Regions from separate parts of the Neogale vison genome. Here region 2 is linked to region 1. The links are chromatin contacts, called in public Hi-C maps. All regions are on one chromosome and are shown on one strand. Each heading gives the region's core, a stretch centred on a gene start, on an enhancer-like site or on the middle of the called end of the contact. The rest is flanking DNA. Distances are from core to core; before and after follow the strand shown. Region 1 has its middle 3.8 kb from the start of OSR1. Region 2 has its middle 130 kb from the start of NT5C1B.

Evidence for each region. Hi-C and Micro-C count contacts between places; a contact is called where the count stands out from the background.
Region 2: a Hi-C map of fibroblasts shows a contact between it and region 1, with 13 times the contacts expected there. The contact joins two enhancer-like sites. A contact is called at or near these places in 2 of 3 Hi-C or Micro-C datasets (fibroblasts and muscle).

The regions. Positions count from the first base shown.
Region 1 is chr8:129,826,180-129,830,399 of ASM_NN_V1, reverse strand. No RefSeq gene overlaps it. Among named protein-coding and RNA genes, the nearest start is that of OSR1, 3.8 kb to the left of the region's middle. Within about 2 kb of position 2,714, the one cell type or tissue checked has open chromatin away from gene starts, as enhancers often do. A contact at or near this core is called in fibroblasts, where this site is marked.
Region 2 is chr8:130,374,608-130,378,810 of ASM_NN_V1, reverse strand. No RefSeq gene overlaps it. Among named protein-coding and RNA genes, the nearest start is that of NT5C1B, 130 kb to the left of the region's middle. Within about 2 kb of position 1,985, the one cell type or tissue checked has open chromatin away from gene starts, as enhancers often do. A contact at or near this core is called in fibroblasts, where this site is marked.

The sequences.
Region 1 (4,220 bases), core at 1,465-3,964:
TGCACGAAATTCTGTCTTCACTGCCTCTGCCTTAGGGAGAGTACCAATACCTTACCGACTGCTGGGCTCTGGGAGCTGACCTCCAGCTGACCCCAGCCCTGACCTCTTGTGGCCACCTCTCTGGAACACCAGCCCTGGATTCAGGAGGAGGCAAAGGTTTCCCAGGGCTTGGGTGGGTCCAGATTCACACCACTGCACTCCCAGGGTCTGCCCCACAGTTGCGGCTGAGTGGCCCACCCAGCCCTTAGGGCTGGATCCTGGCCTCCTCCGTGGGTCTCTGGCTTATTAGTACTGGTCTCTGGAGAGGAAATGGTACTTTGTCCAGCTTCATTCTGCAAGTCTGGTGTGACATTTTTAGGGTGTCATTATCTGACCTAGGGAAAGAATAGTGGAAATGTCCCCAAAAGACACAGTTGGAGAAGACCCTTGTCTTATCCATAGGCTTTTAGGAAAGAACCTGGCCTCCAGCCCCTCAGTAAATTTGACTTGGGTGGGGAGGAAGAAGGGGTACAGCTTTCACCCCCAAGGGACTGCACTCATCCCCCACCACAGGTTAGTGCTGATTCAGGGACCCACTTGAGTTTGCTCTGCAGTTGGAATCCTAGCAGCTGCCAGTATGGGGCGACATTCTGGCCAGGGAGGGGCCCCTTGGGAGCAGAAAGGAGTTGAGATCACTCCCTTCCCTGAGATGCCAAGGCAGCAAGTTCCAAGAGCAGGGGAAGGACTGGAAGGAAGTCCAGCAGGGCATTCCTGCATTGAACTCGCTTCCACCTGGGTCCAGGGAATTCAACTATAACCAGTCTCAGTCTCTCCTAGGAGACAAAGCTCATGAAGCTCCATTAGCAGCCATGAAAGCATCCAAGAGAGGCCCTCACAGCTGGCCCTCTGGCTGTCCAGATTGCTTAAGAAATGTCTGCTCAGAAGAGGACATTCAGGTGGGATGGAGCCTCCCAGGGGTACAAACCCCATCTCTTGCTCAGAACACATAGTGTATCTGTGTTTCTCCCATCTTTCCACTTCTGAATCAGGGCCCTTGGCCAACACTCTTCAAGGACTTGTAGAAATCTCCAGGTAGTAGGATCCCTGAAGAGCTCTTGGGGAGAGTGTCTTTAGGGATTCTAAAGAAAGGACCATGCAACTGGGTTGTCTGATGTCACTTTTTTCAGGGTATCTGGAAAACTGATTTGGACTCAGGCCAAATCTTGGAATTAAGCAGCTGTAGGGCAAGATGGGAATGCAAGGTAGGAGCTGGCTGCTGGCTCCGTATGGCCCAACAGCTCTGGCTTTGCTTCCCAGAGGCCTTCTGTCTGCCTCCCTGGAGCTGGTCTGCAAGGTAGGACAAGACAAGGTGAGAGCTGTGGGACTCTGGCACAGCTGGGACCTGTTTCAGACACCTGGCTTGGAAGATACTCCTTGTAGGAGTAGCACTTAGAACGTTGCTCTGACTTTGAACAACCCCAGAAACCTCAGAAATGAAACAAAAGATTTGCTAGTTACCGAAGAGTCCTGCACCCCAATCCAAATTCCCAAGGGGGTGACCCACAAACCATGGACTCAGTCTCCCCTGGAAGCCAATCAGGTTCTGGTTTCCTCTGAGGAGGATGAGCAGAAGCAGCCCAGAAAGCTAAGAACCCCTCTGCCCTTCATTCAAGGGTGAACAGCAGAGGATTCCCTCCCCCACAGACTATTTAGGAGAAACCCATCAGCCTAAAGCAGGTGGAAGTACTAGGGCCACCCCGACTCAGACTTGTCGGGTTTGAGGAGGGCAGGACCCAGGACACCTAAGGGCTTCCATGTTGCTTCTTAGGAAGGTCAGATTCATTTAGGACTCACAAGGACATTATGTTTGGAATTTAGTAAACGTCCTCCGAATCTGGAACCCAACCCCTCCTATGGCCCCAGAACGCATTGCAGGTGCCGCAACTCCTGTCTGGACATCCATCCCATTCCCCGGTGGCCAGCGGACCCGGCCAACCCGCGGCTGCAGCTTCTGCTCACTTCGAGCCTCCAGGCTCCCGCCGACACTAGACCGGCCCGCAGACCCCGCCAGGGCTCCCTCGGATTCTCCTGCCCGCCCACCGCCAGCAGGGCGGAACCGAGGGCGCCCAAGGGGTCTCAGTCTCCGTTGGAACTGAGCATCCTTGGGGAAAGGTCCCCACACTAGCGGCCAGGCCTCCAGGTCCGGGTTACACCCCGCCAGTGCTGGTGGGGTCCAGCGAGGATCAATCAATAGCCAGGGCTGCCGAGCCACCGGGTGTTTGACCGCATGGCTTCCAGCCCCGCAGCGAGCCCTCGCGCCAACTTTTCCGGGCACAATTGAGGTAATGACAGCCTCCGTTGGTCTCCCTGCCCCAATCCTAGCTCCTCTCCCAACCCCTGCTTACTGGGAAGGAAAGAGCCCCAGCCTGTCTTCGGAGTGAAAATTGAACAGCTTCCAGAAAATTAACTAGAACGTGGCCCCTGTTGCTTTGGGGTGTTTTGGATTTAAAAAAAGAACCCCACTTCTCCCTACTCCCCAGTCACACAAAAATGACCTCATTTTTAAGAAAGGAATTTACTTAGCACTTGTGAGTTTTTGCTTCCAAAGCAAGCCTCCCCTGTAACTACTTTGTGGACAATTGGGGCTCTGCTCATTTGAGCCCCCCTCCCAGAGCTTTCAAATAACCTGGAGATTTAGGTATCCCTCTGTAATCATTTAGATGATGGATTGTAATGGCTCAACAGTTCCTCTGGAACCATTACGATCAATCAGGTCAAAATCCAGCTTGGTGGGGAGGGTGGTTAAGCAGGGGAGGTAGGTAACACAGGACATCCACACACACTTGTATAGATAACACACTCTGATAACGGACAAACAATTCTAGAGTCTTCGGAGAATAGATCTCAGGTGAACCCAAGAGCGGGTGTTTATTGTGACAGCAACAGACAAGTTACAGTATCAAAACTGAAAGGGAAAGTGAACTGTTTTTCTAGGCAGTTCCCGTTTCGTAAGTTCTTTATGAGTCCGTAAGTATCCTGTAACTATCTGTCACCTTACTAAGTGTAACACGACACATATGCATGTATCTATCCCCGGTATATAAGAAGAATAGGGGTGAAGCACGAATATTCATGTGAAATTGCACGAATCCGGGGCATACCATCATCTGCAAAATGAAATGATGATGATGCATTGAATTGTGAGGAGCAAGTGTAAAATCTGTGTAAAAGGTCTAGCGAGTTTACACTTTTTGTACAAATACGAGTTGTCAGAATTATTTTAGACACTTAACCCATCTACCTTCTAAGACTACTGAACTTTTCCTCTTCTCCAAAGGTGGAAATCAATGTATTAGGAACGAAGCAGTGTCTAATCAAACTGAGGATGATGAAGAAAAGTTATTTTAACTGAATTCTGTACCGTCAGGGGGAAACCCTGAGGAAGAGAATTACCTTACCCTACCCGCGGCGCTGCGTCTTTAACAGGCTGCATCGGCGACGGTTGGCGCTGGAGGAATCAACGTTCGCGGTAATTAAACATTTCCAGACACGGGAGGGTTATTATCTGCATAGCGATTTCCGGCGAAGGGACTCAGAGCTGGTCTGGCCCCGAAGTTTTATCCAGAGAGTCGGGGAAGCAATCCTAAAGAAAACGCGCCACCTGCTGGCGAGCAAGTGGCATCTGCCGGTACCCGTTCCTCCCAAACTCCCACATCCAGTTCTATTGAATCTTACCCACAAGTGGGTTTTCCCCCCTTAAGTTTTCTTACGGGAGTCACGAAATTCGCCTTTCCCTCTTTAAAACCACGCACACTCTTGCGCCTCCAAGGAACAAACAAAAGAGGAATTCCCTTTCGCCACGGGGTTTCTGGTTTTCCCTGCTCCAAAACCAGATTTGTGAGTTTTTGTTTTGTTTTCTTTTTAAATAATCCGAAATCCTTGGCAACTATCTACCACCATTAGTTTCTGGTCCTGGGAAAAACGATGAGCCAGGATCTGTGAAGCTTTTCTTTCTTCTCCGACCTTCCAGTTGGCCTCCAGGTTGCCAGCTGGGTGAGGAGAGCAGGACCCCTGCGCCCACCCTTCCCGCTCCATGGCTGGTCAGTCTGTGGTCGCTCCCCGGGTTCTGGTTCTGGCTTTCTTAAGAACCATGGGAATGAGGAGAGGGAGTCTGCTTCTGTGGATCCTTTCCCCCTCACCCCAACCATGAAACACGTCATACTTCCTACCTCTGCCCCTCC
Region 2 (4,203 bases), core at 736-3,235, 550 kb before region 1:
TCCCAGGACCCTGAGACCATGACCTGAGCTGAAGGCAGAGGCTTTAACCCACTGAGCCACCCAGGCGCCCCCATGAATTTTAGTTTTGAAAATATAGAACATTTATTATGCTCCAAAATTTAAACTCTACAAAGGTATGTACTCAGAGGATTATTACTACCCCTCCATTCCTGTTGCTCCCATGGCAGGTACAAGATTTTAGTGTTTATGTTAATTGCTCCATGTTTCCTTATACAATAATAATAATATTTTTATATGTTTTCTAATTTCTCTTCCTTTTTTTTACACAAAAGATCCCATGATATATACTCTTTTCACCTTTTTTTTTTTTTTTTTTTTTTTGTACAAAGACTCACCAGAACAATAGATCATATCCTACTATTTCTGCTTTGTTCCTGCTGTGGATTTGTAACATTTTCATATGGTGGCTAAGTAGAGCAAAGAATATCCCTCTGAAATACTGGAAGGTTTAACATAGACTTAGAAGCCAGTGAATATTGTTCTACAGATATGTAATTGGCCAGGTTATCAAAGGGGGTGAGGTGAAAAATAACAGTGCATACTACACTATTTAACAGCTTTTCTGTGGCTCCTGTCCCCTTTAGACTGAAGTCTAAACTTCACAGCTTGACATATCAGGTCTTTAGAATGTATCCCTAATTCCTTCTTCTTTGACTTACCCACATTGTTCTTACACAGCTGCCACCCTAAAGTCCCCAGTCCTCATTCTGTTACACCCTTTCAGACCGTCAAGAGTTTAAAATTCCATTTGGGTTGCTCAGAATTCATTCTCTTCCTGCTTTGTATGCTTTGTCAACAGTTAACATCTCTCCTTATCTACCTTACTCGTTACCTTCTCTAAGAAGCCCTCATTAAATTACACTGGCAAACTTATTATTTTTATCACAGCACTTGGTACACATATCAAATATAGTACTTGTTGACCTGTATTGTATTACTTGGTTTACTTATAGTCTTCCTTATGAGATTCTGAGTTCCTTGAGAGTCAGGACCAGAATTTATCTCCCATGATTAGCACAGTATCTACTGAAAATATTTTTAACTAATTCACTAAAGTGACAAGATTCTTTTGTTGCCTGGATCGCAATCTTTTTTGTATGTCTGATGAAGGACCCTACATGAAATTGTGTCTGAGGAATCCATATGACCCTAATAATTTGAGATGCTAAAATGCAATTTAATTCTTTTTTGTCAATTCATCACTGACAGGAAGGGGGCGCCATTTAACAGCTTGTGGAGAAAAAATTTTTGTAACTGCTGTTTTACAGAAAGAGCTGGTATTACAATTCTAGATGAAATTGAAGTGTAGTTCATCTTCCTCTGGAGATGTCAATTTACTTAACCTTTGACATTTTAATTGAGAATGAAGCCAAGGATACCTTATCTAAGCTCCATTGTAAATGTATGCATTGTATTAATTATTCTTCTACATTCTGGATTTAGGTAAGATAAGAATGTTGATAAGGAAAAGGAATAACGGTTGATAACCCCATGTTAAAATATATTAATATGTATTATGTATGTGACAACAATGTGCGTACAACATTCAAATTCCAGTACAACATCTGGAATTGGGGGAGGGATTTCTTTGAATAAAGACTGACACGGAGGTATATGTTATAATGCCTGTTTCTATCAGGATCAGCAGCAACAGCAGAAAAAGGATTTCTGTCTGTTTCTTGGGTCCCTAACAGTAGATGCTTTGTAATAAGACTGTGCCCACATTTCAAGAGACTTCATGCCTAAAACAACTCAGAACCCAGAGTATGTGGAGGTCCTGTGGGATTACAGATTAGCTCTGAGGTCTGAATGGTCAGAATGCCCAAGCTATCTTATTTAAAGGAGGGAGAGTCTTGGTTAAAGCCTCTCCATGCTGCCTGCTCCTGCTTTCTAGGTGCCTGTTTCGATCTAAGTTGCTTTAACTGCCTGGGCCCAGCCCTACAAGGTATAAATAGAGTTTGTTATTGTAAGAGGCAACCTCAAGCCACTCTCTAGTGCAGTTACAGAAATAAGACCTGGGCCGACTTGGAAGGGGTGTAAATCTCTGGCTAAAATGAGAGAAGAGGGAGCCATTCACTTTAAACCACAGTTAACTTGCTGACTGAGTTTCTAAATAAACTTTTATCTCTTAAGACTGATTACTAGTGATGGTTACAAAAATGAACATGAGAATGTGGCCAAGGAAGTGACCACAACTATCCAGATTTTTGAGGCTGTCTTTGGTGGGCATTTTCCTGGGAGCAAGGTAGAGGTGGCTCAGGGCCCTGAGCAAAACTCAGCTTTCTCATGGACCGAAACCACTTGGCTTTCCTTGTACCAGCCCCCCCCCACCACCCCTTTTGCCAATTACAGAGCACAGAGCTGAACAGGAGAGATGAGTGAAAAGATAGGTTTCAAGCCAGCAGTTTCCTGCCACAGAAGGCCTCCAAAGTCATCCTGCTTTTGCCTTCATTGTGTTGCCCAGAAACACTCCAGGAAGTCAAAGGAAAAGGCCTCATCTCTGAGCGAACGCCTGGTGGGTGTTGTGCCAGGAGTTAGACCACTTGCACTGCCTGCGCATTTTGGAACATTTTGCAAGCCAGAAAATGTTGCTCGTAGATCGCAGTTGTCAGTTCTCTTAGAAGAGTGGCGAAGGCAGCATTTCTTTGAGGTGTCATCTTCATCTAGCTTTCTGGTTTGTTTTCACTTGATTTAAAATTGCATTTATCTTTACAGAGGTTTTTTTGGTTGCTTTTTTTTTTTTTTTGGCTGTTGCCAATATACACAATGCAAAATAGCAAAAACATGTTTTTTATTAAGCTTATTTGATTTTTCTCTCTAATTAAACTAAACTTTTCTGCATTACATTAAACCTTTGCAGTGATTATGAATTACTACTTTTCTCTCACTTTTTAGAATCTGTACATCCTAAAGCAGTTTTCAGCACTTTCAAGGAATTTAGTTCGGTTTACTTTGGGATGACTTGTATTTTTTTCCTCTCTCTGAAATAGATATTTTTCTTTCTTCCCTCTTTTTTTTTTTTTGTAAGTCATATTACCAATCAAAGAAAGCTTTTGAAAAAATAAACAAAAAGCTCATGGTAATTGAAATATAAGCAACCAAATATAATGTCCTGGAAAATATTTATCAATTTGAGATGCAGATTTCTCTCTGACAGCCTCAAGGGCTGGCCATCTTAGGGCACAGTGAAGAATTATGGCTCAATGAACTTCATGCTGGCATATAACTAAGTAAGTGAAGAGCTGGAGTGAAAGCAAACTGCTGTTTAACAGCTTCCCCAGTTACATATACACTTTCAAACAAGCATGAAATGTGGGTCTCTGGACATCACTTAAAAGAACCACAAATAAACAAAGTGTGATCCCACACTCCTGTTCCTCCCGGACAGCAAGCAAGCTTGGTGGGGAATGGGGGTGGTTTTTGTTGCTCTTCTGTCCCATGCACTGTAAACACAAACCCTGTCGCTCAGAAAGCTCAGGGTCATACTGCTGCTGACAGATCCATTGAGCCCGGAAAAGTGAGGAGGCCGAGAGTCTGTGACCCATGGGCCACTGCCTCACCTTTTATTTTGCAAAGAATCACACTCCAGACTCAGATACTTCCATTCTAACATCTGGGCGAAGTCCGCCTAGGGGACTGGGAGCCAGATTTGCCAATTCTCAAGTGGAGCTCTCTTTTTTCACCTGCAAGATATATGTTGAGCTCACGCCCTGACATGTGGGGTCAAATGAGTGCCTAAATAATAGTACGTGTACGTGGGCCACATTCCTTTTGCATTTAACAGGGTATTCAAGCTAAAACACCCATTAGACATTATCTAGTCTAACTTCCTCTTTCTATATATTAGGAAACTGAGGCAGAGAACAGAGTTCTGAATAGAGGTCAAGTGTCCTGATTCTTGGTCCCCTGCTTCACTTTGAAATATAACTGTGTGTATCAGTTACCTGTTTGCTGTGTGGCAGAACACCCCAAAATTCAGTGACTTAAAACTACAGCGATTTGCTCTTCCTCACAGTTCTTCCTCTGCTTGAGAAGTTTTGCTGCACTCTCATGGGCTCGCTTATGCAGCCACATCCATCTGCTAGTTGGCTGGAGGCCGGGCTCACCTTCTCAGCCACCATGGCTGGGCCTCTCCTTCTGTCTGCTTGGCTTTTACTCCAGACTTCTTCTCACCTTGAAGAT